Linked DNA regions of Mus musculus: region 1 is linked to region 2. A link is a contact called in public HiChIP or PLAC-seq data. All regions are on one chromosome and are shown on one strand. The core of a region is the stretch at or near the end of the contact, and the rest is flanking DNA. Distances in the headings are between cores, read along the strand shown. Region 1 overlaps Rasgrp3 (RAS, guanyl releasing protein 3). Region 2 overlaps Ltbp1 (latent transforming growth factor beta binding protein 1).

Region 1 (6,877 bases), core at 2,202-4,701, 160 kb before region 2:
CTCCCCTGGCTCAGCATGATAGTGTCCACTTCTTGGACTGCCATACTACTCTTCTTGATAGGCATATATTCACACATTGCAATGTGCTTTTTGCAATACTTTAAAATGTATGCATGACTAACAAGGTGGTAATATTCTATGAGAGGAAGTCAATATCATTATCCATATTTGATGTTTAAAAATACCAAATGAATCATCTTGTATAAAAAAAACACTTTAGATTTTTAAAAATTTCCTTTTGATGACTTCTTCATGAAGGGATCTGTAGATTAGACTGGATGTATTAAGTCTTTAAGCATTTTAGATTTAACAAAAGCTCTAAATTTAGGAAGTAATGGTCCAAACAACTTTCTAAATTCATGAATTTCTAAATTTATCTGCTTCTATAAGGTTGGTATGAGATAATAAACAAGATAAGTTACAGAACGTTTTATGCATGCTGTGTCTCATTAATTCTGACAGCTAGATAGATTTGTTCTCAATTCTTATATCTTACTTAATATCACCAGCACTAGCTTAAGTCAAAGTTCTTACAGCTTACAAAGAGAGGTTGAAGAACTATTACATACATACACAGACACACTCAGACACATGTGTGTGTGTCTATGTGTGTGTGTGTGTGTGAGACATCAAGAGATTCTGCTCCTGATGCTATTTGGCTCTTCTAGTTATCTGTAATAATGGTCCCCAGAGACATTTTATGTGAGTGAGTATGACTACCCTTCTCAGTGCCAATATTATGTCATGTCTTATAAAATTTAAATACAGCTCTCAGCAAACTGTCACTTTTGGCGAATCTGCTAGGCCCATTGTCACCACCATTCTTTCTACCTGTCATCAACAGAGATAGAATAATGATATTTGAGTGTTGGCAGAGTCTGAGTTCTACAGGACCACCCTGCAGGAGACACAGAGGACCACAGTTGAGAGAATAGTTCAGTAATAAAAACTGAATGAGTGTGTTCCGGGTAGGAACTAAAAAGAGAGTTAGGGTGCAGTTATGAATCCACAGAGCCTGAGAATGCTTTTGTGTCTGGTAAAAGTCTACTAATGGAAATGGTAAATGTATTGGTCATGATGCAACATCAATTGCATGACAAGGCCAGCAGTCTCCACTGCACAGTGGATGTCCTTTCCATAGAGAGCATCCATTTTAAACCTAGGTAGAATGAGAGACAGCATCATTATGTTAAAAAAAGGCATGAGCATTGTTTCCAGCAAAAAAACCTCACCCCACTGGCCTTTTAAAATGCAAGGTAGCCAACTCTTCTCATTTGATTTCTTCTCTTACAGCACTCTGCTCACTACAGCGCTATCTACTTTCTGAATGAGGTGAAAGTAAATGTTATTTTCTTTTCTATTCCTAAAGCAGGCATAGTTTAAATCCTTACAACAAAAGAAACACCATCAGAGGCAGAGACATGTCTGGATCAAGACTGGCTGGGGAGGGAAGTGGGCTACAGAGAAATCTGAAAAACCACCCTTCAGATTGGCCACTTGCCCAGGCCACAGGAAAATAATGATCTCTAAAACAGCCTGTCAACTCATATGATTTTTGAGTGGCAGGCATTCCATGCATAAATGAAATACTTTCTACTTTGAGAAAGCAGAACTGAGACCCGGGCCAATTTCAGTGTTCACTCAAATCGAACTTGCAGTGTGAGTATCTCAGAACCAAATATGGATGTACTTGGTTCTCCAATTTAAAACTACTTCAAATTCTTGAGGGCTTGGGAGCCCCAGAAGGCTCTGTTAGCTTGAGATCTGAGAAGGAGCATTCTTCATGGGTACAGGGAGAGCTTCTGCAGTATGCCTGGGAAAGGACATACTTCTCTCGAGGTCCTTGATTCCAGTCTTTAGAACTGTTCTGCAACAGGGACCTTCATGTACAGATGTCTAGGCACAACTCTCACGTGCCTTCCAAGGTTAATTTGCACAGAAGGCACCCAGGAAGCCCAGTGCAAAGCAGTTTGGATTGTTGAATGGAAAGAAAATGTCCTCAAAGCAGAGGAGAGACCGAGCCGGTTTGTTAACTTGGAGACTGACTGTGCCTTAGATTGATGGCTGTGTCTAACTCCATTCCTAGCTCATCAATTTCCCTTTGGGCCAATTGCATTGGTCTCTCTGCCACATTACAAATGCTCCAGACAGGGGAAAATGCAATTAAAATCACTTACACATTCTCTAATGCAGTTGCTTGTCTGTGGGGTTGAAAAAAATTAAGCGGCGAGAAAGTAATAACTAAAAGGAAGCTCTGGGAATAGATATAAATTTCCCATGTTATTTTCCTCCCGTGGGTAGTTCTCTGCCAGTTGTACCAGGAACACATCCTTAATTAAAACTCTGACTGTATTTATAGTCTTAAAGCAAATCAATGTCATAATAATATGGCACCTTATGGGGTAGTTATGGGCCAGCTGATTAAGGGAAAAGACGGGACAACATTTGGGAAATAAAGAAGCCTTCAGAAAATAAAAGTACCAATCCTATTAAACAGAAGCTTAAAAGATATTAGTGTAGCTGCAGCAACCTGAATCCTGTCACAAACTAGACATGAATAAGATCCTTCTATTACAGTAGGGGCATCAAGATTTACACTGCTTTGAACTCCGCTGACCGAAATGAAATCCATAATGGTAAAACCATCACCAACCATCTCACTGTCTTTCCTTCTTTTATAAATGTTCTCTTGTATGCTCTTGGAAGGTGCCGAAAATTCTGTTTATTACAATAACCAGTAAAAAGGGGGAAATACCTTTTGGATCAGTTTATGAGTCAGTTCAAGACTTTTTTTTTTTTAATTCAAAGAAAGTAGCCCTAAACAGTCATACTACAAAGGTTATTATAATGTTTTATTTATTATAAAACAGCATACATTTATATTTTCCCTGGCTATTACTATGTATAGCTGCACTCACAACTACTAGAAGCCACATACAGCTGTTTTTATGATCTTACCAACATACTGATAATGGTGCTAGTCAATAAACAATGAACTTGTTGGAGAACTGACCAACAGTAAAGAGTCTCAATTAGTCTAGTGAGCTAAGACTCCTCACACTGAGCAAGTGACCACAAGGAGGAAAGGAATAAGCACGTCGGAATGCACACTTGCCCCCTGGATGTGCGGGTGTTGTAGCCAGCAGAACTCCCAGGAATTGCTTTTCTTAGGCAAGGAGAATATATGCAAGAGAGCAGGCTGGACTATTTTAAATGTAATCAATTAATTATATTAATAACTTTTATATCTAAAAAATGGGCCCTCTCAAAGCTGATGTTACATCATGCCGTCATTGCTGAGACTTCAACCAACCCACACCAGTGACGAAAATGATGACTAAATTCCACTACAAATGTTATCTGAAGCCAATATCTTTGTGTCTGTGACTAAGATGGACTTATTCTTCAAGTCAACTGCCCATAAAACTTACTTAATACCACCAACAATACCCATCAGCCAGCACACCACAAACTAGTCATAAACCAATGCCTAACAGAAGATCATGACAAGGTACAGCCTTTTTCACTACAAAAGACAATTCAAAATGTGCACTTGAATGATGTAATTGAACCCCGTCTTCGCCTGGATGACAGCATAAACAGAGAAATTCCTGGGATTCGGGGCTAATAGATTGTTTACACTGTGTAGAATTCTGCCTGCACGTACTTCCTCCATGACTGTGGACAAGTTACGTACATTTTCTTATTCTCAGTCTCCTCTCTGTAAACAATGGGAATGATGCCCACACCCCTACTTGAAATTGTGGCAGTGAGAGAGAGTGCCTAGTGCCAGTGAATTCCCATGTAAACGGGCATTCTCTTTTTTCAATCCCAGAGATGAATTCAAAGACCAAAGCACAGTGACTTTACATACCACAGACTCTGAAGGGACAAAGACCACATGAAAGAATAGAACACCCAAGATTTTAGGTCTCATAAAGTAATGAGAACATGACAGCATGATGGCTGACTCCTATAATAAATGAGCAACTGATATAAAGGGGAAATAAGGGACCATGGGGCTAGCTTTTGGAGAACAGGTGTCTGTAAAGCATGCAATCTTCCAAGACAGACAAAACATGCTCTGTGTCCTAGGATTCCATTCCCTATTGCAAAACATCAAAGAAATCAAGCAAGCATTTGATGTCAAAATTCTGAGTCCATTCTTTATGTCTCTGCTAGCGTTCACTAAATTATGCCATTTCCTTGGGGAAAAAAAAGCATTTTCCATCAAAGATCAGAGCCTTCATATCCTCAAGGTTTTATGTCTATGAAATGCAACCAACCATGAATGTACAGTATGTTTCTCAAAGTAGTGATATCTGTACTGAACACCTTTTGTTCTTTTCATTATTCCTTAAAGAATATAGGATAACAATATTAGGTCACATCTCCAAGTGAGACACAGATGATTGAAGTCACACAGGAAGATCAGCATAGGTTATATAAAAAACACTGTGCCCAAGCCGGGCGTGGTGGCGCACGCCTTTAATCCCAGCACTCAGGAGGCAGAGGCAGGCAGATTTCTGAGTTAGAGGCCAGCCTGGTCTACAAAGTGAGTTCCAGAACAGCCAGGGCTATGCAGAGAAACCCTGTCTTGAAAAAAACAAACAAAAAAAAAAACCACCCAAGCAAACAGACAAACAAACAAACAAACAAAAACACTGTGCCCCTGAACAGGAAGGATCTGGGCATCATGATCATGCATGGTGTTCATGGAGTCCTGGAATCTATCACATAAGGACACTAAGGGACAAGTCTCATCCCCAGTGTTCTAGTTTAGAAGACTACAGTGAGAACTACTACTGATTTGGGTTTACTTTTGAGGGGATTGGGTGAGTAAAATTAAATTTTGCTTTTTCTTTCTATAAGTAGGTTAATCTCTAAAATATGTAATCTGGGCATGATGACTTTGCAAAAAACATTTATACTTTCTCAAGGCATCCATGTAACACTGATCTCCTCAGTGTTCTTCCTGTCAGCCTGAAAGATTTCCCCATTCCCCAGATCCTTATATATTATACACAGCCTTTTGCTCACTACCATTTTGATGTCTAGCCAAGTGAAGGGATGTAGAGAGGCAGATGAAATGTATAAAAATGTTCAAGCAGTAGTTTTCTGTGAAGGCTCTCCCTGACTGATGACCCAGAGAAACCACAGGTTCACAACTGGCAAGTGAGACAACCACTCAGTCTCTAGGTGCGCAGCAAATCATAAGATGGCAAGACTCATGGCAAAAGAGCATGCGCAGCAGCCATCAGATCTCCTCCTACGCCACTCCCAGTCAGTCCCCTGCCATGGAACCCTTTCCATGCTGAACTACACTGACCTAAGTGTGATCACGCAAGCGCAGGTGTGATGATTATTGCATATTTATCACAATAAATGGTGGGCAGAGGTGTATGTATTTACATAGAGTATGCATGGAAAAGCTGCTTGCTGTTGAGTCGGTCCTTGGCTCACGGGACTTAACAATTTTTTTCAACTGGATGACGGTGTGGTATCTGTATTAGTGGTATCTATATTGGACAACTTAATGGGTGATACTTTGGGAGGATCAGAGTGAAGGATTGTGCTGTTTCTATGGATAAGCAAATAACCTACTCGAACAACAGGTCTTCTAAGTTGAATCATATAAACAGGTCTGAAAATAGTTTCTCCAGTATGAAAACAGCTATTCCGTGTTGAGCATGGCTAAAGTAGCTATCCTTTAAATAAATAAATAAATAAGTAAATAAATAAGTAAGTAAATAAATAAATAAATAAATAAATAAACAAATGAGTTACAGGAGGAAAAAAATGATGAAAAAGCTACAAAGGGCATCAGTGCTGTGCATTCCAGATAAATTTACAAGTGCTTAGTGCTGGATTTACCAACACAAAAGTCTTCATTGTGAACTGTTCCTCAAAGAGGAAAAAGTAGACCATCAGTCAGTGCTCGTGTGGAGTCTGGATGGGACTGTCACAGAGGAAAAGAGCCCTTCCTTCTGTTGAGAGTTTAGAAGGCCATGGCACACACACACATTGTGCATCTAATTGTGTTGGTACAGAAACACTCACGGTTGCATTTCTTGGGACCTTTAAATGGTGGGATTTACCTACAAACCCCATCCTTTAAAAAATGTAAATGGTCAAGAGCCCGAATCCCTTTCATTTCAGCTTATATCTAAGCACCTTCTGAGTCTCAGTTTTTTCAATATGCAAAACATATGCATGATTCTTAAGTTGTAATGGAGTTCTCTCTTAATAAACCTATCTTAAATTAAAGCTAGCGTTAGTTGAAAATGCATTCAACAGGTAAGGACTGAAAACAGCACAACTTGGCAGCAAGGTACCCTATTGGGTACCAGTTGTTTGCCCTTCTGGTCATCTGACTAAAATAGAGCTATAGCTCAGACTATTACCCAGCTTTCAAGAAAGGAAGGTCCAATAAATGGGAAGATTGGGCAGAGATCCAAGATCAAGGTTCAAAGCGTGGTTTCCACTGAATTCCTATCACATTTACATCATACAGTTGTTAAGTCAAGGTACCATGAGCAAAAAACTGACTAGGCAGCACATAGCATTACCATGCACACTCTATCAAAGTATATACACCTGTGCACATCATATGGTATTGGGAATGTATAGTATGCATACACTATGCTTATTAATATTTGTTGATGATCTCTTGTATCAGCAACAGAAGCCTTTGGGGTTTTTTTGTTTTTGTTTGTTATTTTTTCTGTTTCTGCATTGGGATATATAGTCACTACTGTAGTAAAATGTAATGCAATTTCCCCATCTTCAAAATACACGTGTTAAACTCAACACTGGAAAATTCATATCCAGATCTGAAACTTCTTGACTGTGTGGTATATATATTATTTGCATATAA
Region 2 (7,550 bases), core at 1,694-4,193:
AAGGGCATGTAAAATGTATATAACATACAACTGACAAAAGTCAGATGAAAACTATGCATTTCACATACAGCATTCAAGAGCTGTGATATTTCTAAATCCACTACAAGTTTACCTGCAGTAAGGAGCAAATATGCTTCAAGGAGAGGGACGGAAACAAACACAGGTAGCATGATCCATTTTTAAGGCCAACCACTCAGTTCTGCTCATGAAGGAAGTTTAAACACAATGGGATGTGTGACCATGGCATTACCTTGACAGTGTCTATGGTCTGGTGTGGGGCTGTAGCCCCTGTGGCAGGAACACATGTAGGACCCTTCCAGGTTGGTGCAGGAACCATTCGTACAGACCTTTGGCTGCAGGCACTCGTCCACATCTTGCACAATGTTGCATAATGGAAAGAAACAAGGAGAGGGAAAGAGAGTATGAATCAACCTTCAGAAGACCAGGCAGCTTGTTCAACTTCCCAGGTGTCCCAGCTGGAAGCCACGGCTGTTGTGCTGTGTGTGCTGCTTCGGGGGCCTCATTCACTATGGCTGAAGAATGGACTGAATGACCTGAGCAAGCAAATGTAAAAGCAAGGACGGCCTGCTGTGAGCGAGGCTGCAGGTGGGGATGGGGATCTTAGGACAGTATGTCCTGCAGGATAAGGTCTCTCTTAGAGAAGGTCTGGGGACCATTCTGGGAGTTGATGGGTATAGGAGGATGGGAGGCCCTTCAGACAAAAGCTAGTGACTCAGAGCCCAGAAAGATGCAGGGCCAACAAAGCCATAACTGAAGGGGGGAATTCTTACAAACCTCTATAGGGCAGTGAATTGGCATGATAAAAACCAATCCAGGGATGCTTCTTGATAGGTTAATTCGGCAGCTAGAAGATAGCCCATAGATTATACAAACAGAAACTGCAAAGTAGAAACTACCACTTATGGAGCTGCACTGAATATTCTCCATAACTGTAGCAAAATTAACAGGGGGAGGGCATTTCAGAGAGGAAGGAGCTGGCACTTAGAGAAGCTCAGTAACTCATCCAAGGTCACGGGATTAGAAGATTTTGATGATTCTGGGGCTAGGGTGGTGATTTAATCGTTAAGAGCATTGGCTCTTCCAGAGGACCCAGGTTCAATTCCCAGAACTCATACAACATTGGTAACTCTAGTTCCAGAGGACCAGATGCTCAGTTTTGACCTTACAGGGTACTAGACCCACATGAAACACTCACATACATGAACTAAAATACAATTTTAAAAAGAAAGAAAGAAAGAAAATGGTGATTCTGAAGTTTGAACCCAAAGCCAATTAAAAACAAAACAAAACATAACAAAACCCTTTAGTTCGTTTCTGTCATAGACAAAGTTAAAACCAGTGAAAGAGAGTGGATGAGTTTGGAGTATTTTAAATTATTTGCTAGCCATATTTATATTGAAAGTAACTGTTTAAATTTTCACTTATTTCATTTAATAGCCAGCCATTGAGTTCTTACTAGAATATTGCTGCTAAAAAGAAAGAGGACTGGAGAGAAAGCCCAACTGGTAAAGTGTTTGCCATACGAGTTTGAGGACCAGAATTTCAAATCCCAGAACCTATGTAAATGTTGGCAGGCATGGTGGCCTCCTGTAATCCTAGCACTCAGGAGGGAAAGACAGGGATTCTCTGAAAAACAGACAGACTACCAAAACCGAGCTCTGGGTTCAATGAGATATGCTGCCTCAATATATAAAATCAAGACTGATTGATGAAGACTCCTAGGATCAACCTTGGACTTCCACATACATGCACACACATGTTTACATGTACATGTGAACTTTCATATACACCCAAACCCAGTTTTGAACGCTGCTGCGACCATTTGAATGCTCTTGGGTCAGTCACTTATAGTTGTTGTGGGAACATACATGGGTGTAGCATTGAAAATCTAAGAAGAAAAGCCTCAGAACTGATAAAAATTCCATTTGTCACAGCAACTTAATCTAAGTATTTTTAGCCTATAACCTAATCAAAATATCTTTTTTCCCCCCAGAGCCAGAGGCACCAAGGATATCATAAAAACCTACAGAATCTACTAACCTGGACCCATGGAGACTCATAGAGACTGATCTGCCAGCCAGACAGTATGCATGGGATTGACCTAAGCACTGAGCACATGTGCAATAGTTACGCAGCTGGATCTTCATGTGGGACCCTGACAGCAGGAGCAGGGACTGTCTCTGACTCCATTGCCTGCCTTTGGATCCCTTTCCCCTAACTGAGCTGCCTTGTCTAGTCTCAATAGAGGGCTTGAAGTTCCCAGGTTGTAACACGATATGGCAAGACTGGTTGATATCCAGGGGAGGCCCTCCCTCTTCTGAGAAAGGGAGGAGGAGTCAGAGGTGGGGGGAAAGTGAGAGGGACTGTGGGGGGGGGGGGAGGGGAGCTGCAATCCTGCAATTGAGAAATAAAGTAAATAAATAACTTAATAGATAATAATTAAAAGTTTATTTGTTTGTTTGTTTATTTTTGGTTTTTGGTTTTTTTAAGACAGGGTTTCTCTGACAGCTCTAGCTGTCCTGGAACTCACTTTGTAGACCAGGCTGGCCTCGAACTCAGAAATCCGCCTGCCTCTGCCTCCGGAGTATTTATTTTTATTTTAAATTGTGTGTGTGTGTGTATGTGAAGAGAGAGCATGTGCACATGAGTGTAAGTGCCCACAAAGGTTAGATGATGCTCCCCCCAACCCTACCCCCATCCTCCCCACCCCCACCCCATCCCCTAGTTGGAAATATAGGCAATTGTGAGCTAGGAGCAGAGCTTAGCTTCTCTGTAAGAGCAGTACACACAATTAACTTCCAAACCATCTCTCCAGCCTAATCAAAACATCAAAATCATTAAGGCTCTTGAAAGCCTTCTTTCTTTTCATCTTTCCCTGTTCACCAACACAAGGCAGAGCATCAGCTGCCCAGCGGAGTCTTTGTCTTCATTTGGCAACCCAGAGCTCGGATTGCTCTTGTCTTCCTTGCACTTTACAAAGACTGTTTTCTCTCTTAAGGGAGAACTCAGAAATAAAGTTAGACTTAACACACAGCAGAGGCCCGTCTGTGAGAGTGCGCACCGTGAATTCCATGTGTGCACAGGAAGAAGCCACTGGCACTGCCCACGGAATTCACCGTTGCTTTCAAAAATAACCCCAATTACAGCACACAGATCTGAGTTTCTAACAACAGAAAGCAGCACTTCCAGGCCGCCTCATTCCCCACCCTTTCTTTGCTTGTGGGAACCGACTTTTGTAAACACCGAGAGCAAACAACTTGAAAGAGGATGCCAAGAGTTGGAGCCAGAGTAAATAGTGGAAAAGAACGAGCCTAGACACGGGCACGTAAATTCCAGACAGCAGCGAGAGAATGTCGTGTCTAGTATCTGGTTTGGTTTCAAAAATGTTAACAAGTTCAGAAATGTATGGACTCTCTGTTTAATTACTCATGCCCCAGAAAAAGTGATTTACAGAGCCATAGAATGCAACAGCGATGTCTATTCCTAAGGCCATATTTTATTTAAATTGCAGACACTGTGGATTGCCATGCATGGGATACTTACAATGTTGCCTTTTTTTTTTTTTTGAAAGCTACCACCATGATTAATGATGAAATAGAATGCTGTGTAATAGCTAGAGTAGTTTTTAATTGTCTATTCTTTACTTATTAGAGAAAAAATTGCATGGAACCAGCCATTTCTTGTAGACATACCAGTTAGAGTCAATCAGGTCCGTGGCCTTCATGGAGATTAAGCTCTAGAGGGAATAACGTGCAACAGAGAATTCCCCAAGGGATTTCTACAAAGAGGGGAGGTAGATAGAGAGCAGCAGGACATAAACGCTTAACTGAAACGCGCAGAACAAAGCAAACTCCATAATGTATCTCGAAGCCAGGATTCTTCTCCAGCCCATAGATCCCTACATCCAGCTAGTCAGCCTACTGAACACTGCCCTACTCTCTCATAGGTACCTTACAGTCTTCACAGACAAAACTGACTGCATCTCGCCTTTCCTTTATGGCAAGGACAAGCATGTGTGGGTCTTGATGCCAACAGAAGGTTAAGGCAACATACTTCTTATTTCTAACCCTTAGGATAGTCTCCCACCAACATACCACAGGAAGCAAGATAGATTCTGCCAATCCACCATCTTCCCCTACCAGGATTACCTCATTTTTACAAGGAGGTAATCATGTCTTGGTTTCCCATATTAGACTTCAGAGTTCATGTTACTATAGCCTATGGTCATACAGAACATACATATTACCCAAATTCTTCCAAAGCATTTGCATAATGAATTCCAATAGTCTTAGCTTCTTATCTCAGGATAGGAAATTTATCAAGGAAAAAAAAACCATAGACAAATGGGTTCCACACTCCACAGGAGCTGTTAGGGTTTACCAACTTAGTGTCTACCATTTTGTGAATTAAGCTGAATTTCTCAGAGTAAGAAAATGTAGGTTTTTTTTTCCCCCTTAGGTTTACCAGGTTAATTATTTACAAGGTCAGAAATTCTGGCTATAACAGCTCAAAGATTTATGTAGACATCTCATTATGCTACCACCAGTTCCAAATTGATCCTTATCAACTGCAGAGTCCTGAGAGATTGAGAAATGCTTTGTTCACACTAGGGATACCAGGCCAGCAGGGTGTGTTACTTGAGGCCTCTATTACCCAGAAATGACTTGTCCTTAATAAACTCTGGCTAGCTCTTAGAGCATTCTTTTTCCTTTTAAAAACCTTCTACATCATTGTTTGAACCAAACATTCTACAACACTTTGTCAAGATTAACATGCAGATCGGTGGTGGGTAACCCCCCCCCCCCCACTCTACCTTCTTTTCTCTTTCTGGGAAGATGAGGGCATGCACCTCCCTCAGCCCTCTGGCAACTTTCCATTCCCCACAATTTCACCAAGATGTCTCCCAGCTGACCAGCAGTCCCACCTTGCTAATTCTTACTGCCTTGGGATGTAATTCATGTGAGTCAGGAATGCCTTTTGAATGTTTCTAAGATCTTCAGAACATATTGTCTCAAATCCCTGATTGTTGGGCATGAGCTACCAGGTGCAGAGAGACTCAGGAGGCTCTCTCCTCCCATTTATGCTCTCCTTGGACTAATCTGAGTCTTACACATCACCTGTCAGTTCCTTGGAACTTGCTAGAATTTGTCCCAGAGCAGTAATCTACATGCATTATTTCCTGTATTCTCAAGGAGATGAATCTGTCAACAATATGAGGCAATCATTTCTCTGAATCCATCCAACCACAATTAATTCCTTAGTCACCCACATAGACTCCAGGCAATGTAATCCTTTTGAACTAAAAACAGGAGTGCCATATTCCAGTAATAAAGTCACATAAATGCAGAGGCTAACCACCCCCTCACCCAAATGTGTCCTCAATGCAGTGACCCCTAAACTCTTCTCCATGGGTTATTTTTCATAGGAAAGATAGGAGAATGTATTTGACAGGAAACGGACCATGGAGAAATGAGACACAGATGTTGATTGTGCCAACATGGTGAGGCCATCTCAGCTGTGCTGAAGGTGCAGCAAATCCCAGGAGCTTAGGCCCTGTCAATTCTGATGAAGTTTAAAAACTATGAAATAGTAAGCTGCTGACAAGAACCTGCTACACAACTGACAGAGAATCACTCTTCTTTTTAGAACTTGAAAGGAGCCAAGACTCTCTCCATCCTACACAAGCAGCCAAGGATGACCTCAGAAAATCAATCCTTAACTGCATTCATCCAGCCACAGGCTTCCTACCTCACTCACTTCCCTAAGGAAGACTACTACTCTTCAGGGAAAGGCTGCCATGGTTAAGGATGTTGCAGAAGAACTTCCAAAACTCCTTAGCCATAGCTGGCAGTTTACAGAGGCTGACTCCAGCTTTGTCCTTCCTATGAAGATTTTAATTCCCATAATTGTTCCTTTTATATGGCTTTGCTCATTAATTTGCTGAGTGTAGATGAGGGGTGCCCATGATTTTATACAAATTTGTAGACAAAGGACCAGAGATTTTGTTTTAATCCTGTTTCTTACTACATGTGGCTTCCAATAAGATGATTAATCTGTTTGAGACTCAACCCTTGTATCTGTCCCACGGGCTGATGGCTGTGGAGGACCAAGTGAGAAACTTGCTCAAGTCAAAACTATATAAAGAGACATTTCTATTCTTGGTCACACAGCTGTAGTTTCTGTCTCCAAAAGCAGAATTTTTTTCCCTAAGGAGGTGAAATAATTCTACATTGAAATCATTAAAATACTAAAGAAAAACTGGAAGAAAACAACAGAAGACAGAAAGTCTTCCCATGCTCAGGGGTTGGCAGAATTAACACTGTGACAACAGCTGTAGTAGTAAAAGCAAACTGAATACACAATGTACTTCAAACTACATCTTTTTATACAACTAGAGATAAATTCTAAAGTTCATATGCAAAGAACCACAAATAATCAGGTCAATCCTAAGCAGAAAGAGCAATGATGTGGCTACCAACACTAGCTGATCTCAAATTATACTACAGAGCCATTGTAACAAAACTGGTATTAGCATAAAAATATATGTAGGCCACTGGAACAGAATGGAAGACATTGAAACCACCCACATAATGACAGCCACAAAGGTTTGACAAAGATGCCACAAACACGATTAGAGAAGAGAGCCTCTTTAGGAATGTTCGGAAACCTGGATATCTACAAGTTGGAGAAGGAAGCTAGATGCATATCTCTCACCATATCTCAGTTCAGAACAGATCAAAGACTTTCTTGTAAGACCTGACACTCTGAAACTGTTAGGAGAAAACATAGAGAAAACATTTAAGACATAGCCATAGCCAAGGATTTTCTGAACAGGACCCCAGTAGCACAAGTAACAACCCCAAGAATTGACAAATGGTATTTTACAGAATGGTAAGGCTTCAACATAGCAAAAGAAATAATCACAAAAGTAGACTACCTACAGAATTCTGAGAAAAGTATCTTTGCCAGTCATACATCAGACATTAGATTGCTACCTAGAATATATGGAGAAGTATAAAAATTAAATAGAAAAATACCAGTACTTCATCCAATACATGGGGCCAATGAAATGACTAGACAGCTCTGAAAAGAAACACAAATGGCCAGTGGATACTTGAAAAGGTGTCAACACCTTAGACACAGAGAAATAACACTGTCTTGAGATTCCATCTCACCATCTCACCAGAAAAGAAATGACCATCAAACCTGGTGAGGATGTGAGGAAAGAGGCTGGTGAGGATGACAACTGGTACAGACTCTGTGGGAATCAATACGAATATTTCTCAAAAGACTAAAGCCAGAATTACAGGATGGCTCAAATATAACAGTCCTGTGTATATTTCCAAAGCAATCTAAGACAGTTAGAGTGAGTGTCCATTCGTGTCTATCACTGAACTACTCATAATAGCTGGGAATTGCAACTAGCTCTGATCTAGGCCAACAAGTTAACCAATAAATGTAGCTATATACGCATGATCTTTCATTTAGTCATAAAAAATGAAACTGTAGAAAAATAGTGGAGCCAAAAG

The links. HiChIP or PLAC-seq counts read pairs in DNA pulled down with a chosen protein or histone mark.
Region 1: a contact with region 2 is called in an HNF4G HiChIP or PLAC-seq map of pancreatic cancer cells. The contact joins two enhancer-like sites. A contact is called at or near these places in 1 of 115 datasets of contacts at active chromatin or transcription factors (pancreatic cancer cells) and 2 of 9 other capture datasets (adipose tissue and liver).

What each region holds. Positions count from the first base shown.
Region 1 is chr17:75,467,300-75,474,176 of GRCm38.p6, reverse strand. The region is part of intron 1 of Rasgrp3 (RAS, guanyl releasing protein 3); the gene reads right to left. Among named protein-coding and RNA genes, the nearest start is that of Rasgrp3, 35 kb to the right of the region's middle. Within about 2 kb of position 3,451, at least 13 of the 459 cell types and tissues checked have an H3K27ac peak or open chromatin away from gene starts, as enhancers often do. A contact at or near this core is called in pancreatic cancer cells, where this site is marked.
Region 2 is chr17:75,302,979-75,310,528 of GRCm38.p6, reverse strand. It overlaps Ltbp1 (latent transforming growth factor beta binding protein 1), which reads right to left. Exons shown (of 34, transcript NM_019919.4): 20 at 251-373. Among named protein-coding and RNA genes, the nearest start is that of Rasgrp3, 130 kb to the left of the region's middle. Within about 2 kb of position 2,943, at least 44 of the 459 cell types and tissues checked have an H3K27ac peak or open chromatin away from gene starts, as enhancers often do. A contact at or near this core is called in pancreatic cancer cells, where this site is marked.